Linked DNA regions of Mus musculus: region 1 is linked to region 2. A link is a contact called in public HiChIP or PLAC-seq data. All regions are on one chromosome and are shown on one strand. The core of a region is the stretch at or near the end of the contact, and the rest is flanking DNA. Distances in the headings are between cores, read along the strand shown. Region 1 overlaps Tbl1xr1 (transducin (beta)-like 1X-linked receptor 1). Region 2 overlaps Gm31813 (a long non-coding RNA gene).

Evidence for each region. HiChIP or PLAC-seq counts read pairs in DNA pulled down with a chosen protein or histone mark.
Region 1: an H3K27ac HiChIP or PLAC-seq map of regulatory T cells shows a contact between it and region 2, with 4 times the contacts expected there. The contact joins two enhancer-like sites. A contact is called at or near these places in 1 of 15 datasets of contacts at CTCF or cohesin (the NIH/3T3 cell line), 5 of 115 datasets of contacts at active chromatin or transcription factors (embryonic stem cells, microglia and regulatory T cells) and 4 of 9 other capture datasets (adipose tissue, embryonic stem cells, liver and 1 more).

The regions. Positions count from the first base shown.
Region 1 is chr3:22,112,841-22,118,041 of GRCm38.p6, reverse strand. The region is part of intron 1 of Tbl1xr1 (transducin (beta)-like 1X-linked receptor 1); the gene reads right to left. Among named protein-coding and RNA genes, the nearest start is that of Tbl1xr1, 39 kb to the right of the region's middle. Within about 2 kb of position 2,686, at least 56 of the 459 cell types and tissues checked have an H3K27ac peak or open chromatin away from gene starts, as enhancers often do. A contact at or near this core is called in regulatory T cells, where this site is marked.
Region 2 is chr3:21,913,918-21,919,172 of GRCm38.p6, reverse strand. All of the region lies in intron 3 of Gm31813 (a long non-coding RNA gene), which reads left to right. Among named protein-coding and RNA genes, the nearest start is that of Gm31813, 48 kb to the left of the region's middle. Within about 2 kb of position 1,507, at least 34 of the 459 cell types and tissues checked have an H3K27ac peak or open chromatin away from gene starts, as enhancers often do. A contact at or near this core is called in regulatory T cells, where this site is marked.

The DNA.
Region 1 (5,201 bases), core at 1,437-3,936, 200 kb before region 2:
GGAAAAGGACCCATTTGATTACAACAGACTGCCAAAGTTAATATGCAGTCAACAAGAGCAATTCAGAAGAACCTGAAAGAAGCCAGATTAAATCAGTCAGCATGGAAAGGAATTTGAGTCAGCACAGCTGAGTTGAACCAGCCACCCTGAGATCAGAAAGAACTAGAGAGGGTGAGCTTACTCATATTCACACCAAGGCTCAGAGGCCGAGAACAGTCTAGATTTAAACTAACCTCTAAAGCAGCCAGCAGCTTCCAGGGCTACTAGGTTAGCAGACTGAGGCAGGCCTCAGAGACAACAACGAAACGAGGCCAATAAAAGATTCATGTACACACAGGTCTTTTCACCTGTGTGAAACCTCCCTTCTTTGTGTACCATGCTCCTAGCTTCACCTTCAAGTTTGGTAACTGTTGGGGTCACATGGATTCCACTTGCATGTGGAGTGCCAGTCACGAAACCTCCAGAGAGAAAGCCCCTGGCAGTCAAATTCAAAAGCACATAGATTTTCATTTTGATTAAAGTTTCACTGAATTTATCCTCGAAAAATGTGCTCACATTTTAAAGTAACTTGTTTCCAATGTTATCCATGGCAACACTTATCAGAAGAAATGAAACAACCTGTTGTACGGTATGGAGCTGGCAACATCACAGTATCTAGTTGGAAAAATAAAAACAAAAAAAAAAACAGTTTTCAGTTGAACTTATGGGCCAGATCCTAACATATTGTTAAGCTAAAACAAGTGGAAGGCTGATGGACAAAACCATATAATAATAAAGCCTTTTTTTTTTTAAATAAAGGATACAAGTCATGGGAAAGGATTTAAAGTTGCTTTCTGGCTTTAATCCTGTAACACTTTTTTTTTTTAATTTCTGTGGTGGACAAGTGCCTAAAAATATCCCTAACAGTGAAAATCTAAACTATAATATGAAGTTCCACATTTCAAAATACCTGTTCTAACTTTACAGAAGCTCACCGGGGTATACAGACATTGTGTCTGCCTAACCTCTCAGCAATAATGTTTTTGATTTATTTCTCAAGTTCCTTACAGTAAAATTTTAATTGAGAAAAAAAAAAAAAAAAAAAGACTGAAAGAGTGTTTTAACACTTTTGTATATAACACTATTGCCTCTGGAGGGACTCTTAAGAACACCACCACTTGCTGCAGAAAGAAGACCCAAGTCCCTGGAAACTGGTGTCAAAGCCCCCTTACTGCACATACCATTTATACTTTTATTTGAACCATAATACTCAAATGTTCTAAATAACTAAGCTGAAAACTAGTGACTGACAAGGAATGAAAAGCAGAGACTCATAAAGAGATGGTCAGAGCCTGGTTTCTAGACACCACCTGAAGGCTTCAGAGAGCATGCTCAGAACATTTCAGTCCAAGAGGGAACACTTGACATGGGCATCCCATAAAAAAGGACTTAAGGCATGACTATACAATGTAGCTGAGAATGGATGTGTAGCAACTGTAAAGAGAAACTGTTTTCATCTGTGCTGAAAGGTCAAAGGAGCTAGCTACTCACTGTAAGATTCTTGACATCCTCTCCCCTAAATGGTACAGGAGCACAATAAGAATAACTTCTATCTGCAGCCAAATCTGCCTTGGCCAGTAATTACTAACCATGGTCTTAAACATAGTACTTCACACACAGCACTTCCTGCCTCACACTGCATTTATGTAAAACAGAGAGAGTACTCTACCCCTGGTGTCTTGGGGTTGGGGGAGGGCAAAAACACAAGTACATAGAGTTCACTTGTTTAGTATAGGAAGGGAACATTCAAAACGCTGCTATTTTTAATTAGGACCCAACCTGATAATAAATACTAAAATACTGGAATTTCTTTGGTGATATTTTGCTTGTTTTCTTGATGGGGAATTAGTGGACTCTTAACGATGCCGCCTAGGCTGGTTTTAACCTCTAATTCAGTCTCCTATGTACTAGGACTACAAGACACGAAACACATCCTTTTTATGGAAGCCAGTTTGGAGAATATTTTGCGTTTCTAACTCTTCCTACAAGACAAGCAGCAACACACATTAAGTGAAGCTACATTTGCCTAAACACAAAGCCCAGAAAGGGAGAATCAAACAAAGATCCTCCAGCCCCTCCTCACTACTGCACATGACAGCATGGCGTGTCAGACAGTGAGGGAACACAACTAAAAACCACCATCCCAAAATGATACACATACTTTCTGCTCTGAGTAGCTTCCATCAAATTTTAAGATATTCGGATTATTCCTGGCATCTTCCAATACAGGCACAATTCTTTGTCTACTACCATGCACAGTCTAGAAGAAGAGTAAATAACTTAAACAATATATACATATACTTAAGGGGTGAACTCCACAAGGACGACACTGATAACCCCAAAACAGTGGAGATCCCTAGGCGCTGGCTGATTCGTAAAACAGTGGTTGTTTACTATGAGCAGAGAGATTTTGGTGAGAGACACACACACACACACACACACACACACACACACAAAACCTGCAGGATGTGTGCAGGGGTGTGGTAGGGAAGCTCTATGCCACTGGGTTTGGTTGCATAGCTCCACGGGCACAAGGCATGAAAGGCCCCCACTGGACTGCACTGGGAGCTCTCTGCTACTGAAGGTACCTGTGAACACAGCAGTGGTTGAGGACAGCGACAGCTGCTTAAAGGGAGGCAGCCAGGGCTGAGGACTTCAACCCCTCTGGGGGAAGGGCTGTCATTTAAGCTGTCACATGTTTTCAGCAGCTACTCTGCCTGCCTACAACCTTTAATAATAAAATTTTTTTTAAAAAAACAAAATAAACTTGAAAGTACCTAATTGCAACTTAAAGTAATAAATAAAACATAATGTGATGCTTCTTAGTAAAACCAAGAGCCACTGGGAATAGATCCTAAATAAGCAGAAAAGACAAGGAAGCGTATGAGCTGAGGGACAAATGACAAGAATCCAAGCAAGGAAAAACCAGGAGTACAAGCTCCTAAGCACAGGACCACAACAAAGCTCCAAGATGAAAAACCAGATGTCACAGGAGTGGCACACAAGAACAAATGCAGAAAATTAAACCAGCCAGAAAGGAAAGTGGGCCATAGACACGTGTAAGGATTTCAACTAGGACCATCATTCCTTCAGGTCTTGCTGCCTCTCCAATCATGTCCTATGGAAGAAACAGGATCACATGACTTCATAATTTAAAATACAGAATCCAAACTCACTGTGTAAGGGCTCTTTTGTCTGCTTCCACTCTTACACTGGGTCAGGATAAACATCCTGACTCTAGTTTCTTTTCACACAGTTCCCAATGTTCTGTTTACATTCTGAACACTATGTGAGTTCAGCAGACACACCTGTCTTAGTCGGGGTTTCTATTCCTGCACAAATATCATGACCAAGAAGCACTTGGGGAGGAAAGAGTTTATTCAGCTTACACTTCCACATTGTTGTTCATCACCAAGGAAGTCAGGACTGGAACTCAGGTAAGAAAGCAGGAGCTGATGCAGAGGCCATGGAGCTGATGCAGAACATGGAGGGATGTTCTTTACTGGCTTGCTTCCCCTGGCTTGCTCAGCCTGCTCTCTTATAGAACCCAAGACTACCAGCCCAGAGATGGTCCCACCCACAAGGGGCCTTTCCCCCTTGATCACTAATTGAGAAAATGCCTTACAGTTGGATCTCATGAAGGCATTTCCTCCACTGAAGCTCCTTTCTCTGTGATAACTCCAGCTGTGTCAAGTTGACACAAAACTAGCCAGTATAATACCCATACCCCATTCGAGCTCTGCACGCATGCCCCACAAGATAATGAGTGTGAAGAGACTGCTCTCTGGAGTGTGAATTTTAAGCAGTAATTTAGTACTGAAGATCTGTGGTGTCCAGACCTCTGACTTTACAGTGAAGCAGGTACATACTGCTTCTACTGCAGTCTTGGAATTAGACAATACTGTCTCTTACTCTGCTGACACAAAACAAAGTTTCAAGGTAAATAACTGAAGACAATCCACCACTCAGGACTCAGACGGCCGCTGACCTACAATCTGGTTTCTCTTCCTTAAGTTTTCTGTAATTAAACGAACTACTACTATGTCCTTCCTCTTTTTCTTCAATTAATTTGACTCTGTTGCCTGTCACCACCACCAACAACAAACTGAAAATCTAAAGAACCAAATGTGCTAGATACCAGTGGAAGTCATAGCACAGCAGAAAGCACAGACCATGCTAAGAGCAGACTACGAACCAAACTGTAATGGCAAAGTTGTAGGCCTGAGCACCTACGCTACTGTTGCTGAGGAGAACACAAAGAATCCAAGGCCCTAAGAAGACTGTGATCTAGAACACCTGACAAGTAGCCATGAAACTACGAAGGGAATTCGTCAGCTATGGCTGCACACAGCCCCAGCTGTTGGCACTCCATTTTCCCTTAGCTACCCTTGGACCTGAGAGCTGGAGGCAACTCAAGAAATACCACAACTCTGATTCCCACCTGGACTTCCTTATTATATTTCTAATACAAGAACACCCTTCTCCCCCTGCATGACAGGTTTATCTGTATATTTCTACAGGAAAAAATATTACATCCATTACATCTGTTAATCTAGAACCTAACATTCTCTAGCCTCTGGCTAGTTCTGTCTTCCCAGTAGTCCAAGACTCACTCTGCTTTTTAAGCTGCATAACTCATCCACTTGGTACACATCATGAAATAAATACAATGAATGGGTCATACATGGAGATAGAGGAAGTCTTGTTGTGCAGCTCAGGCTGGCCTACAGCTCATAATCCTCCTGCTTCTGTTTCTTAAATTCTAGGGTTACCAGCAAGAAGCGGTATACCCAGCCAAGTCACCCCCGTCTTAAAAAAAACAAGGAAAGAAAAAAGAAAAGAAAAGAATATGAGTGCATGGCATCCGGGCAAATATTTTTCCATGAAACTCTAATTTCCACCTCACAAACATATAAAGCAGCTCATTTTAAGCCTCAAAAGTCATGGGCATTGGCACTATCTTTATTCCCCTCAACCCCGGCCCAGGATTGTACTGACAGACCTGTGTGTGCAAGGTAGGCAGGCTGCCTTTGAGTCAGACACAGCCAGTCCTCTATTGGTAGGCTAACACAGCCTCAAATAAAACTGAGGACATACTGAAAACAGATGCACAAGTCTCAATGCAGAAACATGAAAAGCAAGGCAATCTGAATCCTCCAAAA
Region 2 (5,255 bases), core at 258-2,757:
TTTTTTGTTTTTTGTTTTTGTTTTTTTATTCTAACGCTGAAAGTGAAACTCTATGCTGCAAAAACTGTTACACTCACCGCAGCTTTCCACAACATATAGATTTCCTGAAGTGGATTCTTTCCCATTATGCAGCCCCTATGCAGTGAGATCACAAGGTGGACAGCAAGAGAAAACAGTATTTAATTGGTTCTAGAAGGATGCAATGGAAATAAAATATCCTTCTCTCAACGTAAACTTTAAATGCATGGACATAGTAAACATGAAGGGGTGATGCTGCACCCCAAACAAGCCCACACTTCACTGGCTAATTAAATCATTTTAATCTAATGAATATAAACGGTGAAATAAATGGGCTTAGCGATGAGTCAGGAGCCATCAGATCGCAGTGGCTGCAGAGCCAGTTCCTCCATGCTGGGACAAGCAGAACCTTTCTGGGGATCTTCAAGCAACGCCCTATGTGCACTTTGGCCTCTGTTGAGTTTTGAGTAGGCAGCTTTCCCTGGCGGTCGCCCAAAAGAGTTCTACCTCCTCCGCACCTTCACCTTTTGCCTGATGAAACCCGATCCCAGAAACCCAAGAAAGCCAGGGAACAGAACCCAGGTTCGGTATGTTCTCCAGGGCATTTCCCTGCTGACCCGGGGTTTGATGGTAGCAGATTATTGAAGAAGGTGGGTCCTAGGTTCTTTGATCTTGGTAGCGGTAGAAGGGAAAAGTTCACAGTGCTATTCTATATTGTTATGACATGAGCTCAAAGGTAAGTTGTGAATTGGAAAAGTGGTTCAGGCACTCATGTGGGTGTGGTCACGATCAACGTGGACCTGAGCTCATCTCTCAGCACCCACCTAAAAAAGCCCTACATGGAGGGATCCTTGTGATTCCAATATTCCAGAAATGGAGACAGGATCCCTAGAGCCTGATGCCCAGCCAGCCTAGCTGAATTGTCAAGCCCCGGGTGCCAACCAGAGACACTGTCTCAAAAAAATCCAGATGGGGCAGTGGTGGGACTCATGGGTGTTACAAACTCTTGGTGCAAGCCTGGTCACCTGACTTAGAACCTTGGAACCTGTGTAAAGATGGGAAGAGAGTGCCTGTTCTGTCTCGTCTTCCAATTTTCCACAGTACACATGTGCCCTCCCTTACACATGCAATATAATAATCATACATAAAAACCACACACGATTTATGGCTCCTGAGGAACAGCACAAAGGATTACCTCTGACCAATACTTACACAATCTGTTCCTGGACATCTCCCTCCCACAAATCAATAGCTACTCTGAGAGTTTAGAAGAGGTGGGAGGCAAGATCAGTTTCCTCTCCATGGAAGGATATGCTTAATTTTCTAGATGCCATGGTGGCAGGGGATTCCCATCTGTCACAGAAGAGGAAAGTCCCTTCTCACTGTGCAGGTTTCAGAGTGTGGGAAGATCTCTCTCCTCACTCTTGTGGTGGGGCGTCCCTTATGACCCCTTAGGTACAAGTACAATAGGAGGGGAAATTAGAGTAATGTTGCTAAGACAGCATTTAGACTGAGTGGACTCTGTCCTTGTCACAGACACTCAGTCTTTGCAGCTGGGAGCTCTGGTTTACTTCAAAGCATGTTTCAGGCTGACCTGGTGTGTGCAGGTGTGAACGCGTGTGCCTGTGTGTAGAGACCAAAGGACAATATGGGGTGTGGTAACATCCACCTTCTGTGTGTGTGTGTGTTCAGGAATTCACATCTGTGTGGAAACGTGTGTGTGCACATGTGGAGGCCAGATGCTGATGACGATAGCTTCCTCAATCGTTTGCCACATGGTTTTTGATGTCTTCTCTCACTGGGCCTGGAACTCACCGATTGGCTAGATAAACTGTTCATCAGGGCCCTGTCTTTACCTTCCCAGCACTGGGACTACGAGTACATGCCACCAGGCCCTGTTATTTCCGTAGGTTCTGTGGATTCAAACTCCGGTCCTTGTGCTTGCAGGGCACACACTTGGCTGACTAACCCATCTCTCCGTCTCTCTCTCTCTCTCTCTCTCTCTCTCTCTCTCTCTCTCTCTCTCTCTCTCTTTCTTTCTTTCTTTCTTTCTTTTTAGAGGGTCTCTAACAGGTATGGAATTCTCAAAGTAGGATATACTGGCAGAACAGTGTCTTCCAAGGACTTGCCTGACTCTGCCTTCCCAGAGCAGGGACTACCCGTATATCTCTTAAAAATCAACAGTATTAACATGGTGCTGGGTTCTTGCTCTGTCCCTCTGCTGTGTTGATTTAGATAGACTCTTGATTTTTTTCCCTGCAGGATACTGTCACTCATGTTAAAGCAAGTATGTTGCTAGTTAAGGCAGATTTGAGAAACTGCTTCAATGCTCATATGCAAACCAGAGGATAGTCAGGGCCCTAACTCTTACACAGCTGACTGCTGGGGGACAAGAAACCAAGATACAGGCATGAGGACTCAAGGCCTGGGGCCTTTGGTTAAATGCAGGGCTGCCAAGAGAAGATGAAGTTTCAACAGGTGATAGAAAGAATTTGCCATTAACTTGAGGCAAGACACACAGCTTTGGAGCTGTTGGCATGCAAGGTAGCTAAATCCAAGGGCATTTATGATAACTTTGAGGGAGAAGATATATTTATCAAACTGGTCATAGGATTTTCCTTTTACATCTGCTACTGTAGTTATTTATGATACATTTTCCTACTTTTGCACTATTTCTGAATTCCTCTGATGGCCATGATTTCATCAGAGAATATTTGATTTTGCTAGAATTTATTTTTTATTAATTTATATATTTTGAAGCAGAGTCTAGTATAGCCAGGCTGACAAGAAATTTATAGTGTTCCTGCCTCACCATCCTGAGTGTTGAAATTAGAAATATGATTATGACTTTGTTTCTGATTTTAACTTCTTTCTTATCACCAAAGATGGCTTGCAAATTCTCCTTCTGGTGTCTGCACTGTGTTGTTTCTGTGAAATGATGTAAGCAATCTAGATCCTTTCCTCCTCCTCCTCCTCTTCATCCTCTCTCTCTTCTTCCTCTTTCTCTTTGCATTTTTTTCTTATTGAATTGGGAGATTTTTATAAATTGAAATTAGATTCTTCTCCCATACAATACATCTCTACCACTGTTTCCCCTTTCAGTTCCCCCCACATTTCCCCTTTGCCCCAGATCTACTCCCCTCCATTCCCCTTCAGAAAGGAGCAGGCCTTCAAGAAATAACAACCAAACAGGACAAAACAAGATTCTATAAGACAGGGAAAAAGCCTTGAAGTTGGACAAGTCAACCAAATAGGAGGAAAAGAGTCCCAAGAACTGACAAAAGAGTCAGAGACACACCTGCTCCTATTGTTAGAAGTCCTACAAAAACCACCAAGCTAATAGCTATAACATACACAGGAGACCTGGTGCAGACCCATGCAGGCCCTGTAATTGCTGCTTCAGTGTCTATGAGTCCCTGTGAACCCTGATTAGTTCATTCACTTGGTCATGTTCTCCTGGTTTCCTCTATCTCCGCTGACTCTTAGAATCTTTCCTCTCCTTCTGTAGGGTTTCCCAAGCTACGAGGGGAGTGACCTCCAGTTTAGACACTCTCTGCATGATGTCTGGCTGTAGATCTCTGCACCTGCTCTCATCTGCTGCGGGAGGAAGCCTCTCTGATGACATCTGGGCAAGGCACAATCTACGAGTATAGGAGCCATCATTAGGAATCATTCATTGATTTTTTTTTTTCCTCAGTTGTGTTTGATTCTACTCTAGGTATTTAGAATATCCACTTTCTGGTTCCTGACTATTCCTGGCAATGTTAGGCATGGGTTCCCTTTTGTGGAGTGGGCCTCAAGTTAAACCAGATACTGGTTGGCCAATCCCCCCACATTCTGTGCTACTATTGGCCCAGCCCATCTTGCAGGAAGGAGAACATTGTAGGTTGGAAGTTTTGTGGCTGGGTTGGTGTCCTGGCTTCTCTTTTAGTAAATGCCAAAGAGATTGGACTGTAGGGGTGAAAGCTTGAACCCTTACTGTCAATGAGCTGTGTGGATGGGGCCCCACTGTCAGCTTTCAGAGAGCATCATCCCTCCGTCCTAGTGTCAGTCTCAGTGATTTGTGGATTTCCTCAGGAGCCCCTCAACTTATAATTCAACCGAGAACACCCAGTCCAGTCCTTGCCTGGCTACAAGAGATGACCAGTTCAGAGTCCATATCCGCTGTTACTAGGAGTCTTCACTGGGGTCACCTTCATAGATTCAGGAAGTTTCCACTGTACTAGGTTTGCACACTATCCTTAAACTTCCCTCAATCCCAGCCATCTCTGCTTGTACTCTTCTCTTTTATCCCATCTTCCCCAATGTGATTCCTCCTACTTCCATCACCACCTGCCCCCATCCCACCCATGAAATCTATTCTGTTTCCCCTTTCTAGGGATCCATTCATTTCCCTAGAGACCTCCACTTAACCTAACCTCTCTAAGTCTGTGGATTGTAGCCTGATAATTATTTACTTAACAGCTAATATCCACTTATAAGTGAGTACACACCATATGTATTTTTCTGGGTCTGAATTACCTCACTTGGGACTTTTTTTCCCCCTAGTTGCATCCATTTTCATGCGAATTTCATGAAGTTGTTGTTATTATTATTATGGCTGAGTAATACTCCATTGTGTAAAGGTACCATTTTTCTTAATCTGTTTCAAGTTTCTGGCTATTATGAATAAAACCTCAGTGAACATGGTTGAGCATGTCCTTGTGGTAGGATGAAGCATTCTTTGGGCATATGCCCAAGAGTATTATAGCTGGGTCTTGAGATAGATTGCCAGTTTTCAGAGGAACCTCTACATTGATTTTCATAGTGGCTATATAAGTGCACTCCTGCTAGCAGTGGAGGAGTATCACCTTTGTTCTACATCCTCTCCAGCATGACGATTGTGTTACTAATCTTAGCCATTCTGACAGGAATCTCACAGTAGTTTTGATTTGCATACCTCTGGTTGCTAAGGATGTTTAAGTGTTCCCCAGCTATTTATGTTTCCTCATTTGAGAATGCTCTGTTTAGATCTGTACCCCCATGTTTTAATTGGATTATTTGGTTTGTTGCCATCTAGTTTCTTGAGTTCCTTATATATTTTGGATATTAATTCTTTACCAGTTGTGGAGTTGGAAAAAAATCTTTTCCCATTCTGTAGGCTGCTGCTCTTTCTGATTGACAGTGTCCTTTGTCTTGAGGTCCCATTTATTAAATGTTGATCTTAGTACCTGTGATATTGGTGTTGTGTTCAGGAA